Linked DNA regions of Mus musculus: regions 1, 2, 3, 4 and 5 are each linked to region 6. The links are chromatin contacts, called in public ChIA-PET, Hi-C, HiChIP or PLAC-seq and Micro-C maps. All regions are on one chromosome and are shown on one strand. The core of a region is the stretch at or near the end of the contact, and the rest is flanking DNA. Distances in the headings are between cores, read along the strand shown. Region 1 holds the start of Dlx3 (distal-less homeobox 3). Region 2 holds the start of Phospho1 (phosphatase, orphan 1). Region 3 holds the start of Pdk2 (pyruvate dehydrogenase kinase, isoenzyme 2). Region 4 holds the start of Zfp652 (zinc finger protein 652). Region 5 holds the start of 4833417C18Rik (RIKEN cDNA 4833417C18 gene). Region 6 holds the start of Spop (speckle-type BTB/POZ protein).

Region 1 (3,230 bases), core at 716-3,215, 290 kb after region 6:
GCTCCCTACTGTAACCCTTTCTCTGAAAGCTGAGACTCAAGTCACTGGAAGGGCAGGCAAGAGTTCCTGCAGCGAGCTGCCGGGCAGGGGCAGGGCAAAGGGGTGCTTCATGGGCCAGCCAGGCTCAGGGGTACCTAGGGAATCCCAGATCCCTCCTGAGACCCTGGAGCGTTCAGTACCAACCTGTGTTTGTGTGAGGCCCAGCTGTGCAGCTAGCTCGGCGCGCTCAGGCAAGGCCAGATACTGGGCTTTCTGGAAACGGCGCTGCAGGGCAGCCAGCTGATAGCTGGAGTAGATCGTTCGCGGCTTTCGGACCTTTTTGGGCTTGCCGTTCACCATGCGAACCTCGGCTTCCGGCTCCTCTTTCACCGACACTGTAGGGGAAAAACACCAGTTTAGTCTCAGCCTGCGACCACCGCGTTCTCCAAGATTTCCCACCGTCGGACGCCGCACCCTCCGGCCCACTGATCTCCCCGGGACTTCTTGGAGGAGCGTAGTGCCGCCCGCGCCCGGGGAGGAACCGCAGCGACCCAGCCGGACCGGCGGCCGCCCACGACGCGGCGCTCCCAGCTCGGCACCCGGGGCCTCGGAGCGCCGACTCCGGCGCCAGCAACCGACTGGGCGAGGACCGCGCGGCTCGCTCACGACGCCTTCCCGGCTCAGCCACTCTTCTCTGGTGACCCACCTAGCCGCGGTGGCGTCTCCCACTTCTTGTCCCCCCTCCTCCCCATCTCCTTTTAATACGCTTTCTAGTTCAGGATCATTTGTTTCAGGAAAAAATTTGCAAGGACAGTACAAGCGTTTTCTCTGTCTCTTTTCCCTTTCTCTCTGTTTTCTTTTTCTTCCTTCCCTCTTCTTTCCTCCTTTTTCTTTCTTTCCTCCCCGCCCTTTCTTCATTTCCTCTGTTGCTTTCTGCTGTGCGCTTTATCTTACCGCCCCCCCCACATTTCTTTCTCGCCGTCCCCACTTCTCTCTCCGCATCTCTACTTCCCAGTCTCTCCTCCATTTCTGGGACTTCTTTGGGTCTTTCTCCACAAGCCTTTCACTACTCCGGGTTTCCCCTGACGGCATCCAAAAGAAGGGCCCTGGAACCTCCAGTCCTCGCTGACTCCCCTCCAGCTCTCGGCGACCGTCTTTCGTCTCCGGCTCAAGTGCCAGCGGGATGGCAGCATTGAAGGCCCCCATGATCACTCAGAAGGAGCTCCCGGTGGCTCCAGCTGCCCTGGAATCTCCAAGAGACCGCGGCGCACAGTGCGCGCCTCTTCGGAGTGTCGTTCACCCCTCTGGAGGTCATCTAACCCGGTCTCCTCTAATCTCCAACGCTTCCATTTCTTAACCTCGAGTTTCCCTAGATTTCAGCTCCTATTCCCAGACTTCCTCTTGCTTGGGAACCTTAGAGTCCCTCGCACCCTCTCCACAACCCGGGCATCCTCACCTGGGTCCTGGGCAGGCAAAGGCTGCTCCCGGTACGCTCCGTACTGCCTATAGGATCCCCCGTAGGTATATTCCGACTTGGGCGAGTAAGCGCCGGTGCCTGCGAGCCCATTGAGATTGAACTGGTGGTGGTAGGTGTAGGGGTTCACCGTCTGGCCGTAGGGCTGGCCCGAGTAGTAGTCATGCTGAGGAGCGCTGTAATAGCCCAGGTCAGTGACTGTAGATTCGGGCAGGGTGGGCGAGTCCTTGGAGCCCGCATGGCAGCTGAGCGAGCTGGAGATGTCGGTGAGGATGCTGCTGAGCTTGCGATCGAAGGAGCCGCTCATGCTGGCGAGCGCCGCAACACCCCGGGCCTCCTCCGAGGAGCGCCGAACGGGCGGAGGAGCCCAGGTGGGGGTGTGTGTCCAGAGGGCGAGGGCAGGACGCGGTCGCGTCTGGGGGAGGGGGTGGCCGAGGGGCGCTTAGACCATCGCCGGCTGTCGGTCAGTCGCTGCGTGCCTCTCTCCGCGTCCCAAGCCACAGTCAAATGCTGCCAGCTCCGCCCGGCCAGCCGGTTATAGACTCAATGTTGGAGTCGCCGAGGGAGGCTCCTGCGCGCTGATTGGCTGCAAGTCTTGCCTTCGAGGCAAAACACGCTCGCGCTTTCTCACTGGCTCCCCCAACCCTCTCAACCCTCTTTGTTGTTACCCCTAATACACACACACACACACACACACACACACACACACACACACACACTCCCCCCAGCGCCACTGTGTTCCTCCTATGCTCTACCTCCGATAAATCCCCCAAATGTGCGGAGGGGTTGGCTGTGCGGAGCCCCCAGGATCTACTAATCGGTCTGTTTTAGTGGCCAGGGGTGGGCTTAGGTGAGATGAGGAAGGAGGGGAATTTACCCATTGGGTGTTTGTGGAAGGAGGTGGTCCTTAATGATGTATGTGTGGTCTATGCAAATGACAGACAGAAAGTGGCAAAGACCCAGGGTCCATGAAAATATTTTGATCACTTTTAAAATTGGAAAAAAAGGTTGGACTATATAAATATATTATATTTTTGTTTTGTTTTGTTTTGTTTTTTGTTGTTTTTTTTCGAGACAGGGTTTCTCCGTATGGCCCTGGCTTAATATGTTATCTTAATGACACTGCAGATGTGAAATATAAAATTTTAAATTCTGAAGGAAGAGTCTCACCAAGCAAGAACACCTTGGGCCTGCAAGTCCCTACTGGAGCAAGGCTGTATGGATTTAGGGGCTGCTTTAGAAGACAGAGGTACCCCCAGCTATATGTGTGCCCTTTCATGAATGGAAGAGCCACGAGGCAGTCAGTCCCTATGAGGCTGGCTTTCTGTGTTCTTCAGGAAGTCTGGAGGCAGGGTCCACTCAGTCTGGGACAGCTCTTAGGAGCACAGACTTTGTTAGGGGTGAAAGATCTATGTTACATCTTCCGCAAAATACACAAAATACAGTGTGTGCAAGAGTGCCCGTGAGAACCTGTGTGCATGAGAGTGTGTCTCTGTATGTAGTGTGAGGCAGTGGAAGTGTAGGGTCCTGAATGACCGACCTGTGAGCTGGGTATGCCCAAATGTGCATAGATACATGCTCAGATCCATCTATCTCCAATAGACAGGAGCCATGTACTTCACTCAATTTCTTCTGTCCATGGAGGCCCCAATGAAGATGTTTCTCACCTTGGAGCAATCTCCAACCCCCCTAGTCTTGTCTGGCTCTCAAAGTCCAGTTCCCGGGTAATATTTACTGTTCTGGGTGCCAATCTCATTTCTCTATTGCATCTCCACTT
Region 2 (2,898 bases), core at 186-2,685, 410 kb before region 6:
ACTACACAGAGAAACCCTGTCTAGAAAAACAAAGCAACAAAAAATTCTGTGTGACCACCAGAGTCCCCGTGGAGAACAGGACAGGACCTTTGAGTTTCTCCCACATGCTAGAGCAGCCAGGAGGCAAACTTTTGGGGGCTGAGGGAAGTCCTTTTCTAGTCTCATCTAAGATCAATGTTTGCAGCCCTGATTCCCTATCACAGCCCCTGCCTGCTCCTTTGATACAAATACTTTTAGGTTAGATCTGTGGGAAGTCGGGGTAGGGGTGTGTGTGTGTGTGTGTGTGTGTGTGCACTAACTTAAGTCTAAGCTTGAAATTCTCCTAATGGGGGAGAGGGTAGAGCCCATAGGAAAGTTTGGGGAGTTTTCCACAAGAAACATGCAGACTGAGAGTGGGGGTGAGCACTTAAAAACTGTCAAGCCCTCTCTGCTTCAAGAATAAGTATGCCCATCACTAGAAATTAGATCTGACAATTAAGCTAGGATTCCTGCCCCCAACACTCGCAACTTCACAAACTCCTTTCTTGTTCATTAACCCGTAATGGGCAAGGGAGGGGGTGCAGAGAGGTCCAGCTTACATCACACAGCATCAGAAATAGGATTAAAACTCAGGGATCTCTACTGCCTCTTGAAGAAATTACCTGAACTCCGGAGGCTCTGTATGTTCCCTGTCCTAGCTAGTCTGCGCCCCGGTGCCAGTGAGGAATCTGGGACTAGGCGTCACCTCTGGGGTCCCCTGCCTGGGGTGGACAAGCAGAGGTGATTCTTACTGGGTAGGGGCAGGGAGATGGCAGCTGCCGGTGGGGTAGCAGGAGAGATATTTTTAGAGGTGACTGGAAAGCAGGCACTCTGGCACACCCCCAGCTGGCGGGCGCTTCGCTCTAATGCGGGCGGGGGGTGCGTAGCTCGGGGAGAAGGAAGGACTTGTGGGTGGCGGGGAGCTATGACAGTCCCCGGAGATGAAGGGACACTGGGTACCATTAACCTGGGAAAGGAGGGGGTTCAGTTCTCTGCCCCTGGGACTACCCCACCACCAAGCACATGAAACACACTCAAACTACACACAGCCCCCACCCCAACATTTAGATCGCGGTCCTCCCGGAGCCCAAGACTCATGCGGGGCAGCAGCGGTCACGCTGTCTGTCCCAGCTGAGTTTGGAGTGGAAGTAGTGGGAAGGGGGCTACTTAAGGGATTTAGGGACAGGATGGAGCAAGGGGTGCTTACGGGATTTGGGGGGTACGCGGTCTTATCCACCCCCGGATTTCTGAGCTCCGGCTCACGAATCCCTCCAGCCCCGAGGGACTGTGGATGATGTGCTTCTGCTCCGTCCCTTCCACCTGCCCCCCATCCTCGGGGCCGCCGCCGCGTCCCCTTTAAATGCCGGGGAGCCAGAGCCCGAGCCGCGGCGGGCGCTGCGGCAGCCGCAGCACCCGGGCCCACCGCAGTCCCCGCACGTCACAAGCGCCCAGCCAATCACCGTGGCGCCGGCGCACATCAAAGGGGCGGGCTGCCCGGGAGCCACGCCTCCGGGCTGTCCCGGAGGCCGCGCGAGCGGCCGTGAGACTGGGCGGGCGGGACGGGTGGAGCGTGGCGCGTCCCGTCCGAGGAGCGTGGGTGCGGGGCACCCTCTGCGTGCGCGTGGGCACGTGCGTGAGTCAGTGTCACACTGCCCGCCTCCTGCTGGGCTCGGCGCCAGGACTCTGCAGGCAGCCCTTCCACCGCCCGGCTTCCCTCCTTGTCGCGGGACAGCCGGGTGACCGGCCCGCCAAGCAGCCCTCCCTCCATGTGCTCCGAGCTCGCCCTCTGCCCTTCCGGGAGGAGTCGCGGCATCCTGCCGAGTCCTCGGAACCCTGTCCCCAAATTACCGGGTACTCGGGCTTGCCGATGGAAAAGCTCTCCCAATCCAGCACCGCCTAAACTCGGAGTTGGAGAACCGACACTTGAGCACTGTGGTGCAAATAAAACCCGCTTTCTCCCAAGTTCCCGCTCTTCCTCTCTGGCGAGCTTTCCCTTCCTTCCCACCCCTCAGAACACTAGATTACGATTAAAAGAGAGGAGGTGAAACCTGCACTTTCTGAACCGGTGCGACGAACCCAGGAGAAAAGACTTGTCCAAGAGTTCGAACACAAGGACACCTCACTTCAGTCACAGAACAGGATCTGTGGGTGAGGAGGTGCACCCTGGCCTGGGTCTACCTTCAACTCTCCTATCATCCTCTAGCTTTGAATACCAGAGCTCCGTGCTTCCACCAGCAGAAGGCAGATTGGCAGAAAAGTTGCCGATACGATGGACCACCCGCCCAAATCTTTGAGGGCGACGTCTCCATTGCCCCTGCTCCCTCTCTAACACGCCAGCGCCCCTTCACCTCTTTCCTGAAGTCCAAGGGCTACCGGTGTTTATTCTACCTAGCTCTACCTAGCGGTGCTCAGGCCCTGGGCCTTTTATCTTGAGTCGGGGTGGGAGGGTGGGTCTCTTATAATTTGTTGCTACCTATTCTAGGCCCGACCCTGAGCTCCTAAATCTCCTGCTTCCATGTCCAATTTGATGGATTAAAGGCCCGAGTCCCCACACCCTGCAATCCCTCCTCTTAAAGAAGCAGTTTCATCTCCACACCCTTCTCAAAGACAGGCTCACACAGCCTTCATCATCTGTGTTGTATCTGTTCTCGGCCCTCCAATGCCCCCCAGACCCCCCCCCCCTTTGAGACAGTTTCCTGTCGCCCAGGCTAGTAATGGGCCTTGCTGTATAGTCCAGAATGACGGTCTACTCCCGAGTTCCTGCCTCTACCTTCTGAGCGCTGGGATTAAAGGCATGTGTGCCACTATGCCCTTTCTTAAACCAGCCCTAGGTGTACTTGAGGGGAGTGGGTAGATGGCTGGAAAGATTTGAATGTCTGG
Region 3 (3,253 bases), core at 268-2,767, 370 kb after region 6:
TTTGTAGTTGAGAATGCTTGCTAATTCTGTTTTCCTGCCTATAAAATGGAGGAAACGATATAATAATCCAGCAAGCAGTGCCTGGCCCACAGCATTACGCTTTCCAAGGTGAACTCTTGTTTTGTGTTGGCTACAGTTAAACTGTTATAACTTGCAGTGTGTGTGTGTGTGGGGTGGGGGGGTTGAGGATCAAACCCATAGTCTTGCATATTCTAGGAAAACACTCTATTACTGAGTTACTACCAGCTCAAACCCACCTTCTCTACCTTTTGGAGAAAAGATCTTACTAAATTACCCAGGCTGGACTTAAACTCACACTGCCTCAGGTGGGCCTTGGACAGATCTCCTCCTGCCTCAGCCTCCAAGAGGAGCACCAGGACTTCCTAAAGGCCAAACCTCAATCCTGTCTGTGCTTCACAGGGCCATAGTAAAGGCCGGGAAACCACTGGATAATCAATAGTAATGAACCTAGGAAGGCCCAGAGAGTGGGGCACATACCAAGTTTTACCAAAAGAGGGCGCATGACATTTCTCAGGGAAGAGGCAGGGAACTGCTAGGAAGACTGGGCTGGGCTCCCAAGCCGCTAACCACTAAGATGCCTTAGCTCCTGGGGACTCGCAATAAGGAAGCCAGCGGCACAGACAGTTGCTCGTCTCGGGTTAGGTGCACAGAAGGTTACCTTCTTAGGTGGTTGTGCAAGACGCGCAAGGTTTTATGCTCAGTCAAATGAGCGAGGTAATAATAAAATGGAACTTAACTAAAATTAGCACTGACCATAGCTCCTGCTCCCGCCTCTGCCAGTCCTAAGGGGGTTTGGCTCTGGCTGTTTTTGTTGTTGTTTTCCAAGTACCAGAGATCAATACAGGGCTTCATGCATACTGAGCAAGTGCCATGCCTTCTGAGCTACATTCCCACCCTGATATCGGATCTTTTTCGAAAGAGAGAGAGAGAGAGAGAGAGAGACCTTTTCTTGGGCTTTTTGGATATTTATGGAAGTCAGCGGGTTGCACGCATATAGGATAGCTTAGTATAAGCTCGCATACTGGTTTCGGATTTTGCAAGTGTTCATTCTGGGTCCATCATAGGAGTGAGAAACCACTGTGAGCCCCTATAGCAGAGCAGGTAAGCAGGTTGTCAGGTCAAACAGGTGCCTTTAGGAAAGGGACAGGGCAGGGAAGGGAGGTTTTAAAGAAGGAGACAGGGGAAAGAACCAGGGAAAGTAGAACGTCAAACGAAGGGTTAGCGGGACTCTGGGGAAGAAAGGGTTAACTCGGGGCTGGCCCCCAAGAAGTGTAGTTGGCGACAGGAGGCGGGACTTGAGCACAGCCCAGGAAAACAACAGGCCGTCTCCAGCACCTTCACGGTTAAGGAGGTGGGCCTCGAGGAGAGCCACGTGTCGAAGCGCAAGGCTATTGGTTCTCCCAGAGTTGTTTGTGCGCGCCCATTGGCGACGTCGGGGCGCCGGGACAAGCCGATTGGCTAGGCGTTGGAGGCATCGCCAGGGCAAGGGTAGGGAGGAGGCGGCCGAAGCCCGTCTCCCGGCTAAGCTGGGCCGAGCTGACGGCCGGTGCCAGCGCCTCCAGCCCCGGGACAGCAGCGAGATCCAAGCCCGAGCCGCAGGCGCCGTCGCCATGCGCTGGGTCCGGGCGCTGTTGAAGAATGCGTCCCTGGCAGGGGCACCCAAGTACATCGAGCACTTCAGCAAGTTCTCCCCGTCCCCGTTGTCCATGAAGCAGTTTCTAGACTTCGGTACGGAGTCGGCGTAGGCGGGCACCGGGGGCTGTGGGCGCGGGGAAGGAGACCCTGGCAATGAGAGGTTAACATCGGAGGAAGAGGTCCTGGGTGGTAGGAGGGTTGGCTTGGAAGAGTATGGACAGGAATGGGTAAACGGCGAGGCCAACCTGGCTGCCCACAAAGAGTTAAGAGTGCCCCCTTCACAGTTAACTAAGAATGGGGGCGCGGAGAAAGCGTTGCGAGGGATCGTGGAGAGTAAGAGACAGTGAGGGCATAGGACCCTATCCAGACATGATAGAGTTAGTGGGAGATCCCGGCCACTGAGAGTGGGCAGCCAAGAGTAAACAGGAGACGTGCTGTTGGAGTGCTAAGGAGATTCAGCCATCTGGAAGACCTGTGCTGTGCACGAAGGGCGGGGTACTTCTGAACAGAGCAAGGGAGAAAAGCCAGGGCAGGTGGGAAGGGGGCCCCTTGAAGTAGGAGGTGCTAACAGGGGAACTCCCCTGACTGGTGAGCCTCCACCCACTGCAGCTGCCCACTGGGCAAGGACACTTGAAGATCAAATCTGTTCTGACCTGGCAGCGGTTCCTAGCTGGGCAGAGCCCAACTTACCATGAGGTAGTCAGGTGGCTTTCACCCTCCTATGGCTACCCCTGGGTTTCTGAAGATCACCCACTCGGTGTTCTGAGGGTGGAGGTGGCTTTGGGGCAGGAGAAAGCTTTGCGGAGTGGAGGATGGAGACGTTGTGTGGCCCCCATCTGTCTGCAAGGTATTCCCTGGTGCCAGCTGGTGTAGGGAGTGGACCCAGGTCTCTCAAGAGTTGGCTGTGTCACAGGCAGGAGGACAGGAAGATGGCCGACAGGACTTGGGCACCTGTTTTCCAGGATATGCCTTGTTACTCCCTGTTCAGTTGGAGTTGTGAGCTTTGCTTGTGTAGGAAATCCTCCAGGGCCCACTCCAAGTCCCCGCCAAATGAATGCCACAGCTAGAAGGGACTTGGCCGTAGTTCGGTCCACCTATCTGGGGAAAACTGCTGATGATATACAGTAAGTTACAGAAGCATCGCCTGCTGTTGATCCTAGGTCTCCTGTCTCTAGCTGACACAGCTCATTCCTCTACTGCCTGTTAATCTTGACCCTGGACCAAGGTCCCCATTTGCCTCACAGATGGTCATTAACATGGCCAATTCTACATTGGCATTCATCTGTCTCCTCAGCCTAGATGAGATGGCCTGCCTCAGGGATAATGCTGAGTTCCTACAGTCCTGGGAACCTAGTCCTAGCACCCCATGGAGAAAAGGATTTCTTAGGTGCCTCTGCACCCTGGGCTAGCCCCCTGTGATGAGTGCCCACCTAGAGAGATGGAAAGGAAAGTGAGGTGAATCACGCCAGAACAGTTCAGAGTCAGCCCCGGGAACATCTTGTTTCCCTGGTTAACAAACAGGGTTTTCACTGAGGGTCAGTGGGTGATACACTCTGTTCCTAAATTGACATCCACGTGGTAGGATGTCTGGGGAAAA
Region 4 (3,022 bases), core at 492-2,991, 330 kb before region 6:
ACAGTACAATCTTTCCAAGACACCAGAGTGGTTTGAATAGCACGCTTTGTTACATCAGCAGCACTGTACAGCAACATTATTATGTAACCCTACTGCCAGGTAAGCAACATTTTCAAACAGCTCAGCCTCTGTTTAAGGTTTGCATATTCCCACGGGCTTGCCTCTTGACACATTTAGTGTTGCCATCTCTCCACGGGTGTAAGGAGATCTTCCATTTCCACAGGTCTGAGTCATGGTCTCTGTCCCCATCAGCTGCACTAGACTCTGACATCCTTCTAATTGGAAAGGACCTTTCTCTACTCCTGGCCCTCACTCGGCAAACCTCCCACCGTGACAGAAGATGCCAGAATGAATTATCTCACAGGTCCCACAACAGAGACTCTCAGTGCAAAGTCGGCGCTGACTTTACATCCCAGTCAGTCATCTATAACCAATCCCCCTTCCAGTGCACCTGGTTCTCACTAATCCATCGTCAGTTAAGTGTAATGCTTTTGAAAGACAGGATTAAGCCTTGGTTTTGAAAAGACCCAAGCAGCAGAGTCTAAAGTGATAATTGGTGAAATCTGTCCCTTCAGCCTCTATCCTCTTGGGCAGACACCAGATGACTCTGAACAGCCAGGTCCTAGCCTGGAAACTTTGCCCTCCGCTGGTGAGACCTACCTGAATGTTTTTTTCACAGTCTGTTTGCTGGTGAAGGGACAGCTCACTTTCCAGGACAAACTTCTTGCCACATTTATCACAGATCTGCATGCGCCTGTGAGTAACGTTCATGTGCTTCTCCAGGTACCAGCGAGTATTAAACACCCTGGGGCACTTCTCACAGGTCAGAGTCTCTTTCTCTTCACACTTAGCTTTCTGAACTGGCGCTTTAGCCTCCTTGGTGGCCCGCTTCTTCCTCTTGGGTAGCTCTGCACTTTTCCTACGGCCTCGAGTTGTGCGGGGTGCAGGGGAAGTGGTAGCTGCGGCAGCAGAGGCCGCTCTCCGGGTTCGCCTCTGTGTAACCCTGACTCTCTCCACTTGCTTCTCCTTTTTCTTCTGCCGTCCGTTCTCTCCGTAGTCACTGCTGTTATCTGTGGCCTCCTCCTCAGTCTCTTCCTCGTCTTCCTCACTGCTTGTCTTAAGGACAGGCGTCTCTTTGGACTGGGAAGAGACACCCTTTTCCCCTTTAGAGACATTTAATGTTTGGTTATTAAGGTTTACCTCCACTATGATCTGCTCCCTTTTGTAAGAGACTTCCTCCTCCTCTTCCGTGTCATCAGAATTCTCCCGGTCTTCCTTGACAGTATGCACATCAGACACTGCCCTTGGCTCCCTGAAATATGGCTGCTCCTCCGTCTCGTGGAGATGTGGTTTGCTCATCTTGGTGTCTGCTAGCACAGAGTAAGGGCTTCCAGACTCCCTTTTATACACTTTGGTGGACAGGTCGAGCTCCTGGCTGGCACCATGGTAGAAGGTGGGTGGCGCCTGACTTCGATGGCTCTCTTCCTGGGCCATTCCTTCTGCATGCACTGCACAGGGTTCAACCAGCTCCGGACAAGGACTGGCTGTGTAGCTCATTAGGAAGTGGCCCAGTTCAGACGACACAGAACACCTTGAAAACAGGGCAATTAAGACTCAAATCTTTCTCCCTCCACGGAGAACTAACTACTCAAGAAGTGAGAATAAGAAACTCCTGCAGCCTGCATGCAGTTCTTCCTGTGTCACAGCACCACCGCCACCTTAAGTCAAAAAGGGCTGTTCTTACGGCAGGCGCAGAGCACTCCTCGTCTTCTTTCGAAGAGAACTGCAGGGGACTTGGAGCATCTTGTCTATAAAGAGAAAAAAAAATGAGGGAAAAAATTATATCACCATATTCTTCTTAGGCCATGGAATTCCTCACAACACACAAAATTTAAAATCATTACATTCCATACACTTTGATTCATTATTCTCCTCAAATGGTTTGAAATGGATATTATTTTACAGGCTTGTATGAGTCCCCAATTTCAGTTAGAATGTAAATTCTATCATACCAAGAGCCATATCTGTCAAATTCACCAAACTATCTTTAAAGCAGACAGCATGTGTTTGATGAAGAAATACCTACTACCACATGATGTCTGCCACACTGGATGCTGCAGGGTCTGCTGGTATCAGTCTCATGATACAAAAGGCCATGAAACACTCAAGGGAGTCATACTGGCAGTTTCCTTCAGCATCAGCCACCACATCTACCAGAGTGAGAACCCACACACAAGGGCAGCCACATGGGCACTGCAGGCCACAGAACTAGAGCAGCTAACTGGCACAACCACACAAGGAAACCGACCTGGCCTTTAATAATTATAAATGAACCGTCACCATAACTTGCCTCAGCTATGGGAGCACCGCTGAGGCGGTTGACACTTGGTGCACAGCCATGCTACAACTGGGTGACTTTTCATGTGTCAGTTGCAGAGAAGTCAAAATTCTGAGAATCAGTCACCACCAGGTCGGCACGGTTCTAAGAAAACTAAAACCATCCATGAAAAAACAATGACGGGCATACAATCTGCTTGCAGCATGCTTATACTGCTATTTTGCCAGCTACCCTGCAGCTGAGTCATACAAATGACAATGGAGGACCTGTATAGTCGAGTTGACAAAAGGAAGGAAAACAGTATTTACTGAATGTCTGTCATGTGATGGGCACCAGAGACATTTTTATTATTCAGCATCTACTTAGTACCTACTGCAAAACTTTGGGGCTAATTTTTAATTAATTAAAATAAGCAAAGCTTAACTTTCCCCCTTCTTCCTCCTGAGATGAGGGTCTCACTATGTAGCCGGGCTGTCCTGGAACTTGTTGTACAGACGAGGCCACCTGGTCTCACAGAGTTCTGCCTACCTCTGCCCCCCGAGGCCTGGGATGAATGATATGGCTTTTTCTTAATATATTGGTTCTACTCGGCTGAAGTGAGTGAAATCTTGCTACGAAATAACCTTAGTAAGAAACTGTTCAGTACACTTGACGCTGAACTGCTATGTAACTTTAACAGGTAAC
Region 5 (3,338 bases), core at 85-2,584, 440 kb before region 6:
GACTTATACAATAGCCATCATTATGGGGCCAAGCCTCACTATATTATAATAAACAATACATAGTCCAGAGCATCCTTGAAGCAGCCTCGAGGCACAGATGGATGTCCACTAGGGTAATGCTCCGAAGGTGAACTGCTGAGTCAAAGTGTTGACTGACCTGCAGAAACACATTTAGGGAAAATGAAAGACTAGACAGTGCAGAAGTGGGGATTTTGTTGTTGTTTTGCGGGATATGTGTGTGTGTGCGCGTGGTGTGTTGAATGGTGGGTGTCTGTTGTTAAAATTCTGACTGGGTTTTTCTAAGGATCGGCACACTAGAAGTTTCGGTAGTCCGGCCTTTTGAAGCGCGGGGGGAAGTGCTGAATTGGAAGCGCCAATCTCCCTACAGATAATTTGCATAGCGCGGAGCAGGGGCTGCGGCATCCACGTGCGGCGCACTCTCCAGCATCCCCGTCTGTACCCCAGGTTTCGTCCGGGGTTTGAACGGCTGTGCCACCACGTGCCAGTCCGCGTCCTTCCCCGCTGGGCCAAAGCGTCCTAGCCACAGCCCTCCTGATATAAACGCAGAAAACAAGTAGAAAGCCCAGGCTGCGTGCGCCGAACCTCCTGCCCGGAGTCCGGGACCGGAGCCGGCTTTCTCCGGACTTGGTCCGATCGGACGACCAGCCGCCCTCGAGACTTGGGGTCAAGAGCCGGGACCCTTGGAGGATCACCGGAAGAGGTGACAGACACCTCGGGGCCCATGAACGTTTGGAATTCGTAAGGACATGAGAATCTCGGTGGTTCCGTGTCTGCCCGCCATCGCGGCCACCGGCCACGGGCCCAAGCCAAGTGTAGCGAAGCTTAGAAAAGGTTGCCCAACGTCATGTGGCTTGAGAAGGCTGCCGGGCGCCTTAAGCCGCCAGCAGGTCCCATGGTGTAATGGTTAGCACTCTGGACTTTGAATCCAGCGATCCGAGTTCAAATCTCGGTGGGACCTCACTGAACCTTTTTTTGGCCTTAGAATCCCTGTTTTGGGGCCTGCAGGAAGTAGCAACCAACCCGAGCCTCCGCAGGGAATGCACTGACCTGTAGAATGGACGTTCAGCTTCCCTCCCTGTGTCTCAACACGATTACATTTCAGGAACAGCCTGGGCTGGGAGGCACTGCGCACGCGCGCCGAGTCGGGCGGAAAAATAAACGAGTTGATGGAAGACTGAACATAACTTTACCCAGGAGGGAAAACGAAAGAACCCGAAGGATCCCGAGGCTTTCCTGTCTGAGTACCGCTGCACACACCGCGCCTCGGAGTCCCCGCCCCCTACCCTCTGATTGGCTGCTGTGCAGAACGCGCGGTAGGATTGCTTTGTGAGCCGCGAATGAAGTGGCCGGACGGGGCCGGGGGGCGGGTAAGTGGTGCCAGGGGACCTCTGATTGGGTACAAGAGAGCGATTCCCCGAGGCTTGTGCGTTTAGGGGTCATAAACCCGTGTTTTGGTTCTGCATTGCTCACCCAGCGAGGTTGTGTTTCAATTAGACAACAGTCACTTAGTCAGGCTGGCAGGCGATCAGTACAGTTTCTCACCGTCCATGAGGTGTTTCTCCGAGAGAAGGGCAGGAATCGCTAAGGATTTCTTTAGCTGCATCGCGCCGCGGGTGGAAAATATGTACAGGGAGTATTGTATCTTCTTTGGATTAAGATCTGGGATTTGTGTTCGTCCCTGTGGGATAAATGACGAGGGAGCCTGCTGACGCATTATGGTCTCCCTACAGAGTGATTGGCACGGTGGCTATAGGTTCTCACCCTTGGGAGGATGCCATGGAAACCAAAAGGAGCCTCTCCCGACTCTCCGATTAATTCTCTAAGCATGCCTCTTGCAGACACAACCCACGCACTCTTTAAAACATCTGAATGGATCAGTTTGAATGAACCATCGCAACCTCAAAAAGATCAAGACGTGAGAGGAGGCACACTTGCGCTACCAGAAAATAAAGATGCTTGTTAACTGTACATTAAAGAAATTAAGATAATGTCTGGATGGATAAACATACCGATGGAACAGAATAGGGAAGCAAGATGCAGCCTCACCTTTATGCATAGTTTATAATAACAAAGGTGTCACAAATTTAAATAATAATAAAAGGTAGCACAACAGAGTTAGGGGAAAGGACCTACTTGACATCCTGCTGTGTGCTTGCTTATAGGGAAAGAATATGAAATCGGATTCTTGTTAACACTAAACACAGCAGAAAGTCCCAAGAGAATTGTTGACCTGAAAGTGACAGAAGCGGTGAGCTTGGCTGACGACATAGGGGAATGCCTACACCTCAGTTTAAACAAAGCCCGAATAAAACGCACAGACGAGGACTGTGCTACTCCAAGTACCATCAGAAGAGTGAAAATATCTGGGCCTGTTGCTCAATGGTGAACTGCAAGGCACTCAGGGCCTGGCATACTAAGAGAAAAGGTAAGCCACAGACTAGGGATATGCATGTGTAATGCATAAATAGCAAATAAATCTAAATAAATTCTCAAAGCCTGTAAGAAAACTGCCTGCCGAAAAATAGCAAAACCTGTGCTAGGGGCATAGCTCAGCAGGTAAAGAGCTTGCATGCAACCATGCTGGACCTGAGCTCCATCCACAGAACTCATGTCAGAGCTGGGCATGCTGGGGATTGTAGTCCTAATGCTGGGGAAGTGAAGGCAGAAGGGTCATTGGCCAGCCAATGAGAGAACCTGTCTTTAGAAAGAAAGAAAACACCTCACATTGACCCTGGCTTCCACATTCATACCAACATATGCACGCCTTTAATCCCAGCACTTGGAAGGCAGAGGCAGGCGGATTTCTGAGTTCGAGGCCAGCTTGGTCTACAGAGTGAGTTCCAAGACAGCTAGGGCTACACAGAGAAACCCTGTCTCGAAAAACCAAAAAAAAAAAAAAAAAAAAAAAAAGAGGAAAATAGCCTCAGACTTGAAAATAAGCTCACTATGTAGGATATCACTAAAGAGCTAAATCGGACAGGTCACACCCACCCGATGACAATGCTAAGTGTCTCCAAGAACATGGGATAAGGTGGGCAGGCAGGAGCATAGGTTAGCAGTAGAACACACATAGAGGTGAACACACACATGGGCCCTGGCCTGACACCTGCACATACATGGGTCCATTCACGTAGGCACAGATGTGTAAATAAGACAAAACCGACAGGTACTGCTCAGCATCATGGGACATCCCTGTATACCAATACCCGGTGTTGGAGTCGGGAAAAACCAAAACAACGCAAGCAGTCACAAAAGTCCAGCAAAGCAAGATCTTTATTGGAATTAGGCAACAAAAATCTGGCCAGTCAGGGACAGCA
Region 6 (3,089 bases), core at 517-3,016:
AGAAAGTGTTTATCTTTGGGACCAAATGTATACCTGGCACTAGGGAGGCAGAGGTAAGCAGATCTCTGTGAATACAGTCTTGAGACCAGCATGGTCTTCATAGGGAATTCCATGCCAGTCATGGCTACATAACAACTTGACTATATCAAAAACAAATAAAACATCTTTTTCCCTACATGGTAGAGCTAAGACAAAGTTTCTAAGAGGGATGGCACAGCACCAAACTAAAGAACCAACTGCAGTCTGTCAGCTAAAACTCTGGGACCTAAGTCACTGGAATATTTTTGTAAAGTTCCTCATTTTAATTTTTTGGAACTTGCCAATATGAAAGAATTAGTGCTCAAATTATTTGAAACTAATACTTCTGGACAAGTTGTTCAATTGTTTCTGATTACCCCTGTTTCCATATTGTCACAGAATGTACAACTAAACTGTACAACTAAATGTATAACTAAACTGAAACGCTATGGAAGAACTTACACACACACACACAATGAACCAAAAAGGTCCCACTAAGTAAAAGGGCTGAAATGAAGCTACTGATTGACAGCTTGATTTCTGTTTTGTTGTTACCTCAAGTCTGTGTGTGGCACTTATCCCTTCCTTAGCTACTCTGTAAAGGCAACTCAGAATTTTACTAAAGAGAAATTCCCACCTTAGTTTCTTTTTTAATGGACCTTTTAACAAATCCTTTTTAACAAGACTATCAAAATCCCCTGCCAGAATAACGAGTTGGACTTACTCCTAAACTTAGGGGAAGTTTGTAGTAAGGTTTCAGCATGACGACGGGAGTGGTGGAAAGGGAAGTAATACTAGAAGTAGAAGTAGCAGTTAAGTTTCAAAAAGAAGGGTCAGCGTGGGACACGTTGGCTCTAGGAGGCGTTGGTAGCCTGGGAGTCTCTAGGGCAACACCAGATGCAAATAGTGCTTTGTCCTTAAATCCCTCGCATAATTTAAATTCTCCCTCTCGGATCGGAGCGACAAGCTCACTATTGGGTGGCAAGTCTAGCGAAGAAGGCGGGCTCGTGGTCAAGGGGCTCTTTATCCCGCAGGTCCCTGCAAAACAGCAATGCGCATGCGTCCTGAAGCAGCGACCAGGCACCCGGAGCTCCTTCACATTCGAGCATGCGCAGTTCCCCATCTCGCCGCAGGCGACAGCTCACTATTTGGCAAGGGGGATGGGGTTGGGGATATGATGGTGAGGGAGGCAGGAGGCAGGGGGCGCGTTTGTGTTTCCAGAATGCTTGAGGTAGGAAGAACGGACGGCTGACTAGGCTCTGGCTTCCTCGGGCCAGGAAACCAACATAGGAAATGGGGCAGAGAATAGTACATTAGGAAAAGTGTGTGTTGTGGGGGAGGGTTTAGTCACTTCTCAAGGAAAAACCCCGCACCCCAACAGGCCAACCCCTTCTTCGACTCTTGACACACACATACACACACTCACCTGAGAACGGCGGCGACAGCTGCTGGTCCCTGTCCCCCTGCGCTCGCCTCATACTGCCCGCAACATCCGGGACCTGCGGGACCGCCGATACACAAATACACTCTTGGAGCGCGCACACACATACAAACACATACACACACATACACACACACACATACACACATACACACACACACACCACACACACACACACACCACACACACACACACCACACACACACACACACACACACATACACACACACACACACACACATACACACCGACACACACCGGCCTGGGCGTCCTGTCGTCAGCACGTCGACGCAGCGAGCGCGTACCCGCCGGGCCCCACCCCGCGCGGCCTCCTCCCCCCAGCTTCCCGCCCCGCCCCACCCCGCCTCGCCCCGCCCCGTCCTGCCCCGCCCCACCCCGTCCCGCTCAAGACTCTCCAGCTCCTCCTCTTTTAAGACTCCGCCTACCTTCCCTAGTGCGCAAGCGTCGCGAGGTGGTGCCAGGGCCCGGGAATTTGGGCGGAAGGCGGAGCCAGAGTGGAAAGAGGCGGGAACTCGGAGGGGGTCGCGTGCAGCGCGCAGAAGTTCGCGCTGAGGTGCGAGGCCAGAATGGAGGAAGGAAGCTGAGATCCAGGGACCGGGTGGGTGGAGCAGCAACAGGCATTTCGCAACTGAAACCTAGTTGTGCAGTTTGTGGATTACCGATGACTTAGCTCTTACTTTCTTTTTTAGGCAACTCTCAGCTAAAATACTTTTTAAAGAACTTTTAACATGTGTTTTAGTTTGTTTTATTTTTTGAAATAGGGTCTTGCTCTATAGGATTGGTTGACCTAGCACTCTCTTTGTTGACAGGCTGGCCTTAAATTCATAGAGATCCATGTCCAATAAGCCTAGCCTGCAAATGCTAACATTTATAAGGTACTTTGCTAGAGTACTGTGAGGCACACCTTTAACCCCAGAACTCGGGAGGCAGAGGCAGGAGAAGCTCTGTGAATTTAAGGCCAGCTTGGTCTACTTACTGAGTTCACAGTCAGCTAGAATTACAAGGTGATACCGCGTCTTGAAAACTAAATAAATTAGCATTTGACAACAATAACCAAAGAGCTGTTCTTTCTGGGAAAGGCAGAAGGGGTGTGTGTGTGTGTGTGTGTGTGTGTGAGAGAGAGAGAGAGAGAGAGAGAGAGAGAGAGAGAGAGAGAGAGAGACCCAATGGAGAGGAAGCTGATTCTGTGACAATTCCTTGGCTAAGCCATCCGGGTCCCCAGTCTGTCTCATGTCTTAGCTCCCATGGACCAAAAGTGATTCTGGAGTTGGGTAGAATTGTCTCAGAGCATCTTGGCCCTGGAAGAAAACAGTCATCTTTGTGTTACATTCTTCGATTACCTTAAACTTAAAAGAAAATATTTTATTACTGAATCAAGCTCTCAAAAGCAAAAGCAGACTGCCTCTTGCATACACATATCAAGCACACACCTAGCTCTGAGAGATCAACCCAGTGACCCTGTGGGTCATGAGGTAACAGGGTTGCAGCCTAATTGAGAGCTGCTTCCTGGCACCCTACTGCTTTCCAGGCCTTGGGACAGTCTCCAGGAGACTCTGCTCCTATCTCTTGCCACATGCTCCTTGGCACCCAGTGGCTGGTGAGCCTGTTC

What was found. A called contact is a pair of places that touch in the nucleus more often than the background predicts. ChIA-PET counts read pairs in DNA pulled down with a chosen protein or histone mark. HiChIP or PLAC-seq counts read pairs in DNA pulled down with a chosen protein or histone mark.
Region 1: a contact with region 6 is called in a Micro-C map of embryonic stem cells, with 2.5 times the contacts expected there. The contact joins the promoter of Dlx3 here to the promoter of Spop in region 6. A contact is called at or near these places in 3 of 484 Hi-C or Micro-C datasets (the G1E-ER4 cell line, LSK cells and embryonic stem cells), 2 of 115 datasets of contacts at active chromatin or transcription factors (embryonic hindbrain and pancreatic cancer cells) and 1 of 9 other capture datasets (adipose tissue).
Region 2: a FOXA1 HiChIP or PLAC-seq map of pancreatic cancer cells shows a contact between it and region 6. The contact joins the promoter of Phospho1 here to the promoter of Spop in region 6. A contact is called at or near these places in 1 of 39 promoter capture datasets (pre-B cells), 4 of 484 Hi-C or Micro-C datasets (the C10 cell line, embryonic stem cells, liver and 1 more), 4 of 115 datasets of contacts at active chromatin or transcription factors (the 230-238 cell line, effector CD8 T cells, memory CD8 T cells and 1 more) and 1 of 9 other capture datasets (pancreatic islet).
Region 3: a contact with region 6 is called in a Hi-C map of liver, with 2.5 times the contacts expected there. The contact joins the promoter of Pdk2 here to the promoter of Spop in region 6. A contact is called at or near these places in 4 of 39 promoter capture datasets (erythroid cells, hippocampal neurons, liver and 1 more), 1 of 484 Hi-C or Micro-C datasets (liver) and 1 of 9 other capture datasets (adipose tissue).
Region 4: a contact with region 6 is called in an RNA polymerase II ChIA-PET map of effector CD8 T cells, with 13 read pairs. The contact joins the promoter of Zfp652 here to the promoter of Spop in region 6. A contact is called at or near these places in 2 of 115 datasets of contacts at active chromatin or transcription factors (effector CD8 T cells and memory CD8 T cells).
Region 5: a contact with region 6 is called in a FOXA1 HiChIP or PLAC-seq map of pancreatic cancer cells. The contact joins the promoter of 4833417C18Rik here to the promoter of Spop in region 6. A contact is called at or near these places in 1 of 39 promoter capture datasets (pre-B cells), 2 of 484 Hi-C or Micro-C datasets (embryonic stem cells and pre-B cells) and 1 of 115 datasets of contacts at active chromatin or transcription factors (pancreatic cancer cells).

Annotation. Positions count from the first base shown.
Region 1 is chr11:95,118,852-95,122,081 of GRCm38.p6, reverse strand. It overlaps Dlx3 (distal-less homeobox 3), which reads right to left and starts at 1,965. Exons shown (of 3, transcript NM_010055.4): 1 at 1,436-1,965; 2 at 184-374. The coding sequence starts at 1,760.
Region 2 is chr11:95,823,037-95,825,934 of GRCm38.p6, reverse strand. It overlaps Phospho1 (phosphatase, orphan 1), which reads right to left and starts at 1,435. Exons shown (of 3, transcript NM_153104.3): 1 at 1,226-1,435. Gm38958 (predicted gene, 38958) reads left to right here and starts at 1,524. Exons shown (of 1, transcript NR_164195.1): 1 at 1,524-1,980.
Region 3 is chr11:95,039,635-95,042,887 of GRCm38.p6, reverse strand. It overlaps Pdk2 (pyruvate dehydrogenase kinase, isoenzyme 2), which reads left to right and starts at 1,517. Exons shown (of 11, transcript NM_133667.2): 1 at 1,517-1,749. The coding sequence starts at 1,632.
Region 4 is chr11:95,747,786-95,750,807 of GRCm38.p6, reverse strand. It overlaps Zfp652 (zinc finger protein 652), which reads right to left and starts at 1,741. Exons shown (of 5, transcript NM_201609.2): 1 at 661-1,741. The coding sequence starts at 1,557.
Region 5 is chr11:95,856,813-95,860,150 of GRCm38.p6, reverse strand. It overlaps 4833417C18Rik (RIKEN cDNA 4833417C18 gene), which reads right to left and starts at 1,334. Exons shown (of 2, transcript NR_045187.1): 1 at 1,069-1,334; 2 at 1-157. It overlaps Gm38959 (a long non-coding RNA gene), which reads left to right and starts at 1,700. Exons shown (of 3, transcript XR_880173.3): 1 at 1,700-2,446. It overlaps n-TQttg6 (a tRNA gene), which reads left to right and starts at 908; the gene lies at 908-979.
Region 6 is chr11:95,412,760-95,415,848 of GRCm38.p6, reverse strand. It overlaps Spop (speckle-type BTB/POZ protein), which reads right to left and starts at 1,766. Exons shown (of 10, transcript NM_001359107.1): 1 at 1,445-1,766.